Regions from separate parts of the Mus musculus genome. Here region 2 is linked to region 1. The links are chromatin contacts, called in public HiChIP or PLAC-seq maps. All regions are on one chromosome and are shown on one strand. Each heading gives the region's core, a stretch centred on a gene start, on an enhancer-like site or on the middle of the called end of the contact. The rest is flanking DNA. Distances are from core to core; before and after follow the strand shown. Region 1 overlaps Hfm1 (HFM1, ATP-dependent DNA helicase homolog). Region 2 overlaps Brdt (bromodomain, testis-specific).

Region 1 (5,838 bases), core at 2,478-4,977:
CTATATACTAAACATCACTCTAAGGTTTACGTTTATAGTGGACAGTACACATTTCTTCATATATGTAGAACTTATATTTTAATGAAAAACCAAATCCACAAATAATGCATTTTGGGTGTTGGAAACTACTAAAAAAAACTAAAGCTGAGAAAGGTTTTTAAAAAACTAATAGTTTTTTAAACACTTAACTAAGGTTTGTACACATTTCATATAATTTCTGTATAAAATATAGATATCCCTAATTTTCATAATAAAGGCATTTTTCTAAGGTCAAAAAATAGTAATAACTACAACATGAAAGTAATTTTATCTTTAAGTGAAGACAGATATAAATAAAACAGCAAGGAAGAGCTCTCTGACAGGTGGGTATTTGAACAGAGACTTAGATGAAATAAATGTGCAAGCCATGTACAATACTTGAGAATGTTCCAAGAGCAAGGAACAGACAATGACAAGACCCCGAGTGACAATGAGCACACTGTAGCTAACATAGTGACAATGAGAGCCCTGTAACTAACTAGTGACAATGGGCATACTGTAACTAACATACAAGGACCAATGTAGAGATAAGAAATAAAATGGAGAAAGGGACAAGAAATGAAGTCAGAGACAGAGGCAGGAGCTATGTGCTGTACCTTGTAGGCACTGTGAAACTTTGCATTTTATTCTCGTGGTTACTGTACCACTCTTAGAGGCTACTGAGCAAGAAGCACAATCAGGTTTGGAGGAGCAAGCCCTGTGCTGCTGTCTTTCCTCCAAGGGATGTCAGGGCTCAGAACGCAGTAGCCCTTGGACCTGAGGGAGCTAAAAGGCTCCGGATAGCTACACTGGCCTTCAGCCTCTGTCCTTACTAGTTACTTTATCTCTGTATTTTTATTTGCCACATATTCAGAGAACAAATTAAAATTAATGTTACTGGATCCAAAACTATTTTTGCTGAAAGTCTCAACACAATGAAGACACAGCAATATTGAATTCTAATAAGTGCTTTTTGAATTTTTATAGTTTAAAAGATAGTTAGTGAAGGATTAAAATTGAAGTTTGAAAGGGAAATATTGCACAGTTTTTTGTTTTGTTTTGTTTTGTTTGGTTTGGTTTGGTTTTTTGAGGCAGAGTTTCTCTGTACAGCCCTGGCTGTCTTGGAACTCACTCTGTAGACCAGACTGGCCTTGAAATCAGAAATCCGCCTGCCTCTGCTTCCCAAGTGCTGGGATTAAAGACGTGTGCCACCATGCCCGGCTTATTGCACAGATTTGAATGAGAACTCACAATAAATCCAAAATTATATTTTCAATTAAAATTAACCTAAAAAAGGAAAAAAAAAAGTGTTTAACCTAGCCCGGCGGCAGTGGCACACACCTTTAATCCCAGCACTTGGGAGGCAGAGGCAGGCAGATTTCTGAGTTCGAGGCCAGCCTGGTCTACAAAGTGAGTTCCAGGACAGCCAGAGCTACACAGAGAAACCCTGTCTCGAAACAAACAAACAAACAAAAAAAGTGTTTATTCTATGGGCAGTGTTTTCAGAGATCAAGGTCATTTAAAAAACAATAAAGATAAAGCCAAGTTAACATTTTATACAAAAGCAGATATTCTGACAGAATTAATAAATACAGAAAAACTATACATGCCAAATTTTGTACATAAAAATAGTTTTCCAGACAAGTTTCCTTTTTAAAATAATTTACAAAAATATATTCTTATTTCTTTAGTAACTGATATTTCTCATCAAAATTTATACAATATATATAGATATTAGAAGGAAATACATCTAACCTTGTAATTTTGCTTCAATCCCATCTTTGTTCAATCCAGATGAAAAACCTGTGTGAGTGATTAAATGTTTATTTAAAAAATCGGAGTGTATTTAATTTGTCTTTACAGGTTCAATTTAAATCTCACATTAAAATCGCATCTATATTTCATATAGATTAATAGCAGTTTAATGAGCTTAAAAAGGCTTAACTATTCATAGAACACAACCACTATCTTGAAATCTTTTCAACTGGCTATATTTTGTTTTCTTAATCTGTATTAAGTAATCTGAAACTATTGAGCAAGAACCATGTAGAATCAATTTAAAGATCTATTTTATTATATTTAGTTATGTCTGCATGTCTGTGTGGAGCTAAGTGCACTTGAGGCAGGTATATATAGTCAAAATTTGGAAATGATCTCTACGCCTATCTACAAAATAGTTGGCTGAAATGTGGTGTATTGATACAACTGGGTCTATACTGTAATAACAAAAGGAATTTAAAGCAATCTGTGAACATTATGAATTAAAAGAAACTGAAGAAGAAAAGGAAATACTTCTGTTTACATGAAATTCAAGAAATATAATATAACATGAGCATACTTATAACTTTCCATACTTATGGAAAACCTTCTACATACTGGATGTGGGTATCTGTGTCTATGTGTATATATTTAATTTAACTTTTATACCTAAGATTTCTGTCACTTCCTGTGGTAATACAATATAAAAAATTCACTACAAAATAAATTACTCACAAGGAGGAAGAAGTGCAAATTGCAGCATAGACGAATTTTGCACAACGCTGATAAAAAGATACAAGTATATACCCCGTAGGGAATATGTGAATATAGTACTCCCAAGAACTGCTGGCAACCATGTAAGCCACTAAGGACAATAATTTAGCAATAGGCACTACATTTTAAAATGATGTACCCTCTGACCTAGAAACTTCATATCAACTGGAACTGCTTAGACATGTCAGGTGGGGCTGGTTAAGAGCTCACCTTCTCTTGCAGAGGGTCTGAGTTAGGTTCCCAGCACCCAGGTCAGCAGCTCACACCTGCCTGTAACTCTAGCTCTAAGGGAGGTGGAGACAGGAGGATGACTAGGTGAGAAAGCTAGAGGTGCAGGTTCAGTTAGAAACCATTCCTCAAAGAGGTTCACTGATGACAGAGGAGGACATGTGGTGCTTTCTTCTAGACCCCACTCACCACTACCTATGTATACGTGTATGCTCACACAGACATATACACACAATAAACAAGTAAAATAAATCCTTAGGTATTTATTTTAAAAACAGAATATGTTATGGCTCAGTTTTACCACTCCTCAGTAAATAACCAAGGGATGCATGCCCAGCCTTAGACATTGCTGCATTCCTCACAATAGAAAGAAACTGAACTAGTCTAAATGTTTGCCAACAGATGAACGGATAAAAAAAATGGACATATAGATACAATGGATATTTTTCTAGCCATGAAGAAAAATGAAATCATGAGATATTCAGGAAAATAAATTGTAATGAAGATCATTATGTTAAGAGAAATAAGCCAGACTCGTGTATGTAATCCAGTGTGTGTGTGTGTGTGTGTGTGTGTGTGTGTGTGTGTGTGTGTGTGATGTGAAAGAAGACTCTGAGAAAAGGAGACCTTAAGGATGATGGAGAGGGTAATGGATCAAGTGACATAATGCAGAAGGGAGCATGTTTGTGGGGATCGGAAGGTCCAGTCACAGGGGGCTGTGGAGGGAGGGAAAGCAGTAGGAGGACATAAACATAAGAAAGCACGACAGACACAATGAAAATGTCACAGTGAAGCCTATAACTTCATACACTAGCCTAAAACTTAACAGAAACCCTCCAAAATATACTAGGGAGAAACTACAAAGACAGGTGCAGAACAATAGTGGCATCAGGCTCTGAAGCTGGGAGGCTAGGGCAGGGGATTTCTATGATTCATGGTTTGCCAAGGCCACAAAGCAACTGAACTCAGTTCCTCTCCCCTGCAGGTGGCCAGGACTAACTTGTTTTCAAGTAAGTGACGTGTGACTACAGTTACAAACAAGGAAATGCAGCTTTTATTTAGCCAGCCTGTCTTTTATTACTCTTCCTGCAGGAAGAGAGATGCAGGAAAACTCCACATTGGAAACAGTAAGCCTCAGCCAAGGTTCTGTGCCAGCGTTCTGGGCGAGTCTGCAAGCCCTGCCAGGCCTTCAGGCCACTGCAGCTTGGCTGACGTGCTGCCAGCACCTCAAGAGAGACTCTGACCCAGACCTGCTAGCTGAGACGCTTGGGTTCAGAAACCGCATGAGATAATGAATGTCCGTTGTTCCAAGATATTGTGTTTTAAGCAATTTGTTAGAAAACTAATACAATGGGACATTGTTTGCATAAAATGGAAAATTGTACCTTATTTGCTTTTATTTTATGATTTGCTTTGTGTTCTTACAAATTGGAAAATGAACAGCTACAAATTTAGAATGAGAGGGAAGCTGAATGATAAGTATGAGAAAGATTCAAAAATTTAGAGCTTTAACTTATGTTAATTTAGTTTATGTACTTAATTTTTTTTTCTTCCACTGAGTCTATTTTTAACAGTGTTAACTTTAAAGCTTATTAAAGGACTAGGAGTAGAACAGTGTGCTCTCATTTTGCCTACTCTTACCTCTGAATATACTGGTGACTGCTACTATTTTTTTCTGTTGGTTATTAGTTGTTGGTTATTATTATTCTGTAATCTAATCTTTAACAGTATAAATAAAAACCCTGGTGGTTTGAAAAACAATCACTATATTTCCAGGTCAAAGTAACAAACCATAGTGAGATGGGTTTTTCAGAGCTCTGATATACAGCATTGTTGATCGGATCCAGTCCAGAGCAATGTTCACGTCTGTGATGGTATGCAGCACTATTTCTGCATTTAAATGTTCAATAAGATGTCTGTGCAAACTAATGGAGGGAAAACTCTGCATGATTAATGTGAATTTCAAGAACATAAATTTTACTTTTTAAGCTCTAATAATATACATATTAGTTGCTACTTTAATAATGAAATAAATTTCAAAAATATAAGAAAATCTTTAAAAGGCAGTTAAAGATCTTAAAGAACTGAGGTTTCTCCTTATTTCACAGTTCTCAACATGTTTTTGCAAAGGTCACTGTGGTGACAGTAGTGTAGATTCTATCCTACTTTACCAAAGATAAGTACTTATGGCACACTGAAAACCATCCCAGATATTATTCTCTCTCATTATAAAATAAAAAGGTGTGACAATATTTCTCTTATTAAAAGTTAGTAATTACAAATTTAATTCTTGTAAGTTAATAATTAACGAGACCTTATTACCTTTTTAGGATTTTTTAGAACAAAGATATGTACCATTGTGTGTTAAAAATCACCACTAGATAATTCTGTTGTCTTTAATTCCTAAAATTACATTAGTTTTACAGTTAAATTGTTCTATTTCAAGCAAATGGCCTTAGGAAATCCGCAAACCAATCTCTGTTGTGTACACTAAAGGGAACACACCACACTAGTCTAATTTCCTTTTGGAACTGCTCTGTTACCTGCTCTCTACAGTGTCGTTACAAGCTAGCATCTGCACGTACTTCTCTCTTGTACTTAGTCGAGTCATAATGACTGCAGTAGCTGTAGTGTCAAACTGCAACAGAGCACAAGGTTGGAAAGGTTAGAGCACACAGAGGACAGAGTCTTTCTCTCAGAACTTTCTCATTTCAGGCTGAATTTTAATATTAACAAAAAGTTTAATTTTAAAAAGTCTCCCAAGTATAACTGTAAATATCACTTTTGTTTCAATATAACTTAATTTTGACAATATTAAAGTGAAAATAAATCTTTGTAAACTGAATTAAAAATGTAAGATTTAATGTAATTTTCATATATGCTGATAAGCTAAAGAAAGTCATTCTGAAAGGAGGATCTCACTTAAGAAATGGGATGAAGCTGGGCAGTGGTGGCGCACGCCTTTAATCCCAGCACTCGGGAGGCAGAGGCAGGCGGATTTCTGAGTTCAAGGCCAGCCTGTCTACAAAGTGAGTCCAGGACAGCCAGGACTACACAGAG
Region 2 (5,838 bases), core at 1,199-3,698, 480 kb after region 1:
GTGAGAAGAATAAGAAGAACATGTAGCTGTCCTAGGTCACAGTTTCTTTCTCAGACTACCATAGCATTTCAACTTTTAATTTTTATGCAACAAGGAACTTCAAACAGAAACATGTCAAACAAACAAAAAGACACCCTCACCCCCCCCCCCTGCAAAAAAGAAAAAAAAAAAAAGAACTACAATACTTTAGGGGATGAGGGAGTAGCTTATTGGTAAAACACTTGCCTGACAGGCATGAGCCTGAGGTTCAGAACCCAGCACTGGGCAAAACAGCAATAAAAAGTTTATAAAGAAAAAATTTGCTGCTTACTAAATTGTGGGTTAAGTTGAAGATACTCTGATTAGTCAGTACCATGGAAGAAAGCTGAGTTTGTCGTCTAAGTCAAAGTTACTACAACCAAAACTAATGCTATGAGCATAGGAAGGTAGTTTTGTAGCAGAAGGTGTAAGGCTTGAGAGGAGATAACCTAACAGCTGGACGGGAAGTACGAGGTAGAGCTCATTTGGCTATGCAGCTGGGTGAGTAAAAGCAGAAATGGGTATCTGGGACTAAAGAGTCTAACATCACTTAAGCATTGCCACAAGCGATTAAGATAAAATGGATGTAATTTAGGAAACCACGAGAAGGAAGGAAGGAAGGAAGGAAGGAAGGAAGGAAGGAAGGAAGGAAGGAAGGACAGAAGGAAGGAAGGAAGGAAGGAAGGAAGGAAGGAAGGAAGGAAGGAAGGAAGGAAGGAAGGACAGAAGGAAGGAAGGAAGGAAGGAAGGAAGGAAGGAAGGAAGGAAGGACAGAAGGAAGGACAGAAGGAAGGAAGGAAGGAAGGAAGGAAGGAAGGAAGGAAGGAAGGAAGAAATAAATATGCAAACTAAGAAGAGTAGTTCTAGGAAAGAAAATGTCAGTAAAGAGATTAACAAATCAAAGCACTGGTCCTGATGCTGCACTGCAGCGTGAGGCTTGTCTAAGCTGGAAGTTTGAGGCCATCCTGATCTTAAAAGAAGAAGAGGAAAAATTAGAAAGACAGGAGACAAAAAGGAAGGAGAGGTAATGAGAGGAGAGAGGGCTGAGAAGGGCCACCACCTGGGCCACTGGCTGCAGAGGCTGCAGTGGACACAGGGACAGAGGGGTCTAAACAGACACTGGCTGCAGAGGCTGCAGTGGACACAGGGACAGAGAGGTCTAAACGGACAGCAGAAGCGCTGCTCTTCCAAGCTTACGTAGGAGTTGTAGCAGCCAGGGTTCTACAAACTGCGTAGACCCTGGTGGATGCCTCAGTGAGGCCAAGGGGAAATAGCTGGGTTATTAACACAAAGACAGAACTTTTTAAAGCAGCCATGAGAGTTATTTTTTTCAGTTGGAAAGGTCCGAATGTTCAAAGGCATTAATAAAGCCCGAGCCAAGTAGGAAGAACCTGCTGCTGTCTAGCGTGCGATTGTGAGCGAGCAAGTGGGGAGATGGTGGCGCCCTTGAAAAGAAGGAAGAGGCTAGAGCGGCGTCTAGATTCCCACTTAACCCTGGCCTTGGCAAGGCAAGCCTGATGCCTAAACCTTCAGAAAGGGGCACCCTGCTGTGGACATCTGAGCTGGACACTGCAGCAGATAAGACTTCCCTGTATGCATTTAGACTGAGCAGTCTGGATGGAAGAACAGAATGTTCAAAAACTTTTAAGAAACTGACCTCAACATGACTGGTTTGATCAACAGGAAATGTAGAAATAAGTATGAACAGGTCGGCAGGGCAGATCACAGAGACCCTAGCAGCTGAAAGGCTTTGGTCTTGGGTGAGAGTGCAGTTAGTAGAAAGCTGATGGAGCTCTGAGCAAAGACGGTGCTTAGGGCAGTTAAACTTCCTGTAAAGGGAGGCTAGGGGTAGCTCTTGTAGAGCAGAAGAGGAGACAATGAGATGTTGTGGTGAGTGCTCCAAAGAGAAAAAAATAAAAGGTTGAAAGACTCTTCTCAGGCAGGCTGAGCACTGCACCCACAAGGCACTTGTGCTGTGTTAGTTATGGTAGGTGGGCCAGCATCGGTTCATGGGAAGGAAGCTCGCAAGGACTAGAGGTGAGGACTCCAGAGAAAGGAGAGCTATGGTATTTGATGTGTCAAGTGATAACTTTTGTGGTCGTGCTGCTCCCAGTTGGACCCTTCCTGCCATCCTAGGCTTCGATGACCCTGTTCTCTTGATTGTCCCACCTCTCTGAATGTTTCCTGCAGTCACCTTTTGGTATGACTGCCTTTAGATAAGGTTGATTGATAGCTTTAACTTTTGTTTTCTTTTGAGACAGGATTGTGCTATGTATATAGCCCACATATTCTCAAACTCATAATCCACCTACCTCAGCGTCCCAAGTGCTGGGGAAACAGGTGCGTGTCACTGCCCCCAGCCAGCTGCTTCCCTTCCTACTTAACCACAGAGCTTCCCACCCAGCCTTGCTGAACAAGTCCTGATCTTCCCCTCAAAGCAGTGTGCTGACCACAGTGAGTCTCGATAGCATGAGACGGAAAGGCTGAGAGACAACCTGATGTAGACTGCATCTGGGAAATCTCTGGGTTTTTTTTTGTTTTTTGTTTTTTCTGTTACTTGCACAATTCAAATGTACCTGGCCCCAGGCATACTTATACAACACTAGAGCATCTTTATTTAAACATCAAGTAACCATTGCAAACCATGTGAAAACAAAATTCTCACTTTTCCTTTTTTGGGTTTTTGAGACAGGGTTTCTCTGTGTAGTCCTGGCTGTCCTGGAACTCACTCTGTAGACCAGGCTGGCCTCGAACTCAGAGATCTGCCTGCCTCTGCCTCCCAAGTGCTGGGATTAAAGGCATACCCGGCCAAATACCCACTTTTCAATCCCCAGATTTTAAAAAGGGTTTTACTTATTATTTTAATTCTTATGTCATATGTGTGTTGTCTGCATGCTTGTCTATGCACCATGTACATGCCTGAAGCCCACAGAGGCTGGAAGACAGGCTTAGCTCCTCTAGAACTAGAGTTATGGATGGTTGTACATCATGTGTGGGTGATGGGAACTGAAAAACAGCCAGTGCCACCTCTGCAGCCTTTCAACATCCAGATCCTAATCTTCCCCTTTTATTTAGTGATAGCAACACTGCTACCTCTTATCAACAAGTTGAGAATCATTCTAGAGTTTCTACTTTCCACACAGACTCTCCTTCCTGCCTAAGTCTGGTGGCAGCTCAGAAGGGTTGTAGTTCTGAACTTTGCTTTCCATTCCACGTGAGTTTAAGAAGTGCACGCGTGTTGAGTGTCCGGGATCTTGTGAAGTTTGGGTGTGTTGGGCTGTCCAGGGTTTAAACGTAAGATCTGTTCTTTAACCCACACACTCCTCCTCTGACAGTGTCACATTCTCTCTCTGTTCTGTTTCTAGCTCTACCCTAACCTCAGCTTGAAGACAAGCATGATTTAGTCAAGGGACTGAAGGGAGGTAGAAGCTTAGATATACATCCCCACAGCATTAGATGATCTAGAATTTTATGAGTTTGGGTCAGCTAATTTTGCTTTTTCTTCTCTGTCCTTTAATCAACCAATCAATACTGGTGAGAGTTCAAACGGGATTGTTGTATTTTGTGTCTCTGTCCTGTCACATCCCCTCCAACTCCACTTGAACATCTCTCTGCATGTCTCCTCCCAATTTCATATCCTCCTCTTTTATTAAAAACCAAATCTGCCAGGCGTGGTGGTGCACGCCTTTAATCCTAGCACTCGGGAGGCAGAGGCAGACGGATTTCTGAGTTCGAGGCCAGCCTGGTCTACAGAGTGAGTTCCAGGACAGCCAGGGCTATACAGAGAAATCCTGTCTCAAAAACAAAACAAAACAAAACAAAAACCAAATCCACAGAGTCCAGTCAGTGTTGATTGCTGTGGGATGCACACTGATGTAGAGCCTCCACTACAGCCTGGGCAACCCACCAGTAGCCATATTGCCAAACAAACAAGGACTCTATCCCCAGAATCCATCAACTGCCAATAGCTAGCTCCTCAGCTAGGTGTGGGGCTTGTGAGCTCCTCAGCTAGGGGTGGGGCTTGTGAGCTCCTCAGGCAGGGGTGGGGCTTGTGAGCTCCTATTCTCCATGATGAAATGCTGACCAGCTTGATCTTGTTCAGATAACTACTGTGAGCTCATGAATGCAACATCCATGTCATGTCTAGAAGACAGCCCTTCATTGTGCTCCTTCCTATCCCCGTCACTGCCTCTTCTGCAGTGCTCCCTGAGAGGGAAATTGGCATGTGTCCCACTTAGAGCTGAGCACTCAGTCATGCATTCTCAGTACTTTGAACAGTTGCATGTCTTTCTGCATTGCTGCCCACTACAAAAAGATTTTCTGACCAAGATTGAGAGCACATATCTATGCACAAAAACATAAATAATGTGAAGACATTATGACCGTTCAACAAAATATCAGTAGGTTCTCCTCTATGATCTTTATCCCCAGCCATGAGCTTTTGACCAAGTTTATACTGCAAGGTATGAATTCCTCCTGTAGAACAGACCTTAGCTACAGTCACCCCCATGCCAGTCACAGCACCAGCTGGCACATTCTGCCTGGTAGGTTGGTATTATAGTATGCATTGTCCTAGGCTCTGCATTTTCATTTTCACATGGACTGTCCTGCCTCCCTAGAAGCCGTACATTGGCTTACCAGGGGAAAAGCAGAATTTTTATGACTAGCAGCTTAATCCAGATCCACCTCTGGAGCGGAATCAAGTCTACAAACTTTAGAGCTCCATATCATGAGAACAGACCTGCTCAACATCATGGTATGTCAACCCTTCATGGTTCCAAAACAAAAATAGAAAACAACAACAACAATCAAAGGTCACTTCAAGTGAGAAATGTTTACTTTTATAATATAACCCAACAGATACCATAATAAGGATGTATAGAAACTTATTTTTCTTATTCCATATATGTACATATATATGTACACAGACATACATGTGTGTATGCGTCTCCTTATTTTGGTTTTTTTTTCTCTTTCCCTAATCAGGATCTTATAAGTAGTACAAGCATACCTTAAACTTCTTACCCTCCTGCCTCAGCCTCTTGACTGTTGGGATCAAAGGCATGTGCCACTATATCTGGCTATTTTATATTTATGATGTCTGACATGGAAGGAAAAAGAAATTTAAACTCCAGATAAGTACCCTGACGTATTTGTGTTATTCCTTTCTAAAGAGTATGTGCTTCTAGGTGATTGCAAGCGAGTATTGCTTGGCCCCCCTGTGGTGCACACCTCTGCTGAGAGCCTCACAGTGCTGGAGCCAGAATGCCATGCTCCCGCGCAGAAGGTAAAAATGTTGTGATTGTTCTCAAGGGTTGAGAGGACCTGAGATGTAATATGAGTTATGTGGAAGATTGTTAAACACTAACTTAAATAAGATTAGATCCCTAAGCCAAACTTTTGCTTGTGTATCTCCAAGCTGCGGTGATGAATTTCTTGTTTGTTTGTGTGTGTGTAGCAGTGGCGTCAAGCTGTCTTTAGTCTGCAGAAGAGCCCACCCCCCCCCTCATTCAGAGCACACACTGGCAGCTTTGCCTTCTAGATGTTGAGAAACTTGAACTGTGAGGGCCTGTTCCAGGCCTTAGAGACACATTTTTAAACTTTGAATACACCATTTCTTTTCTTCCTCCTTAGAAGTACTCAGAGCATAAGCTCAGCTTCACTGTTTCTTAAGATAATTGTCTGGACAAAACACCTAACAGTTCACCCTGTTAACACGCAGAAGTAAACTACATTGAAACTGTCTAGAACCTTGGTGCTTTAGTTTGATCTTAGATAAATAGAGTTTAAATATCCGTTTTCCCCAACTAAAGTTAAAGT

What was found. HiChIP or PLAC-seq counts read pairs in DNA pulled down with a chosen protein or histone mark.
Region 2: an H3K27ac HiChIP or PLAC-seq map of T-cell acute lymphoblastic leukemia shows a contact between it and region 1, with 4 times the contacts expected there. The contact joins two enhancer-like sites. A contact is called at or near these places in 3 of 115 datasets of contacts at active chromatin or transcription factors (DN3 thymocytes, T-cell acute lymphoblastic leukemia and embryonic limb bud).

The regions. Positions count from the first base shown.
Region 1 is chr5:106,888,129-106,893,966 of GRCm38.p6, forward strand. Hfm1 (HFM1, ATP-dependent DNA helicase homolog) reads right to left here. Exons shown (of 40, transcript NM_177873.3): 18 at 5,322-5,416; 19 at 4,570-4,703; 20 at 1,774-1,821. Among named protein-coding and RNA genes, the nearest start is that of Hfm1, 35 kb to the right of the region's middle. Within about 2 kb of position 3,728, at least 114 of the 459 cell types and tissues checked have an H3K27ac peak or open chromatin away from gene starts, as enhancers often do. A contact at or near this core is called in DN3 thymocytes and T-cell acute lymphoblastic leukemia, where this site is marked.
Region 2 is chr5:107,371,058-107,376,895 of GRCm38.p6, forward strand. It overlaps Brdt (bromodomain, testis-specific), which reads left to right. Exons shown (of 19, transcript NM_054054.2): 16 at 5,208-5,305. All of the region lies in intron 4 of Gm17202 (a long non-coding RNA gene), which reads right to left. Among named protein-coding and RNA genes, the nearest start is that of Ephx4, 30 kb to the right of the region's middle. Within about 2 kb of position 2,449, at least 27 of the 459 cell types and tissues checked have an H3K27ac peak or open chromatin away from gene starts, as enhancers often do. A contact at or near this core is called in DN3 thymocytes and T-cell acute lymphoblastic leukemia, where this site is marked.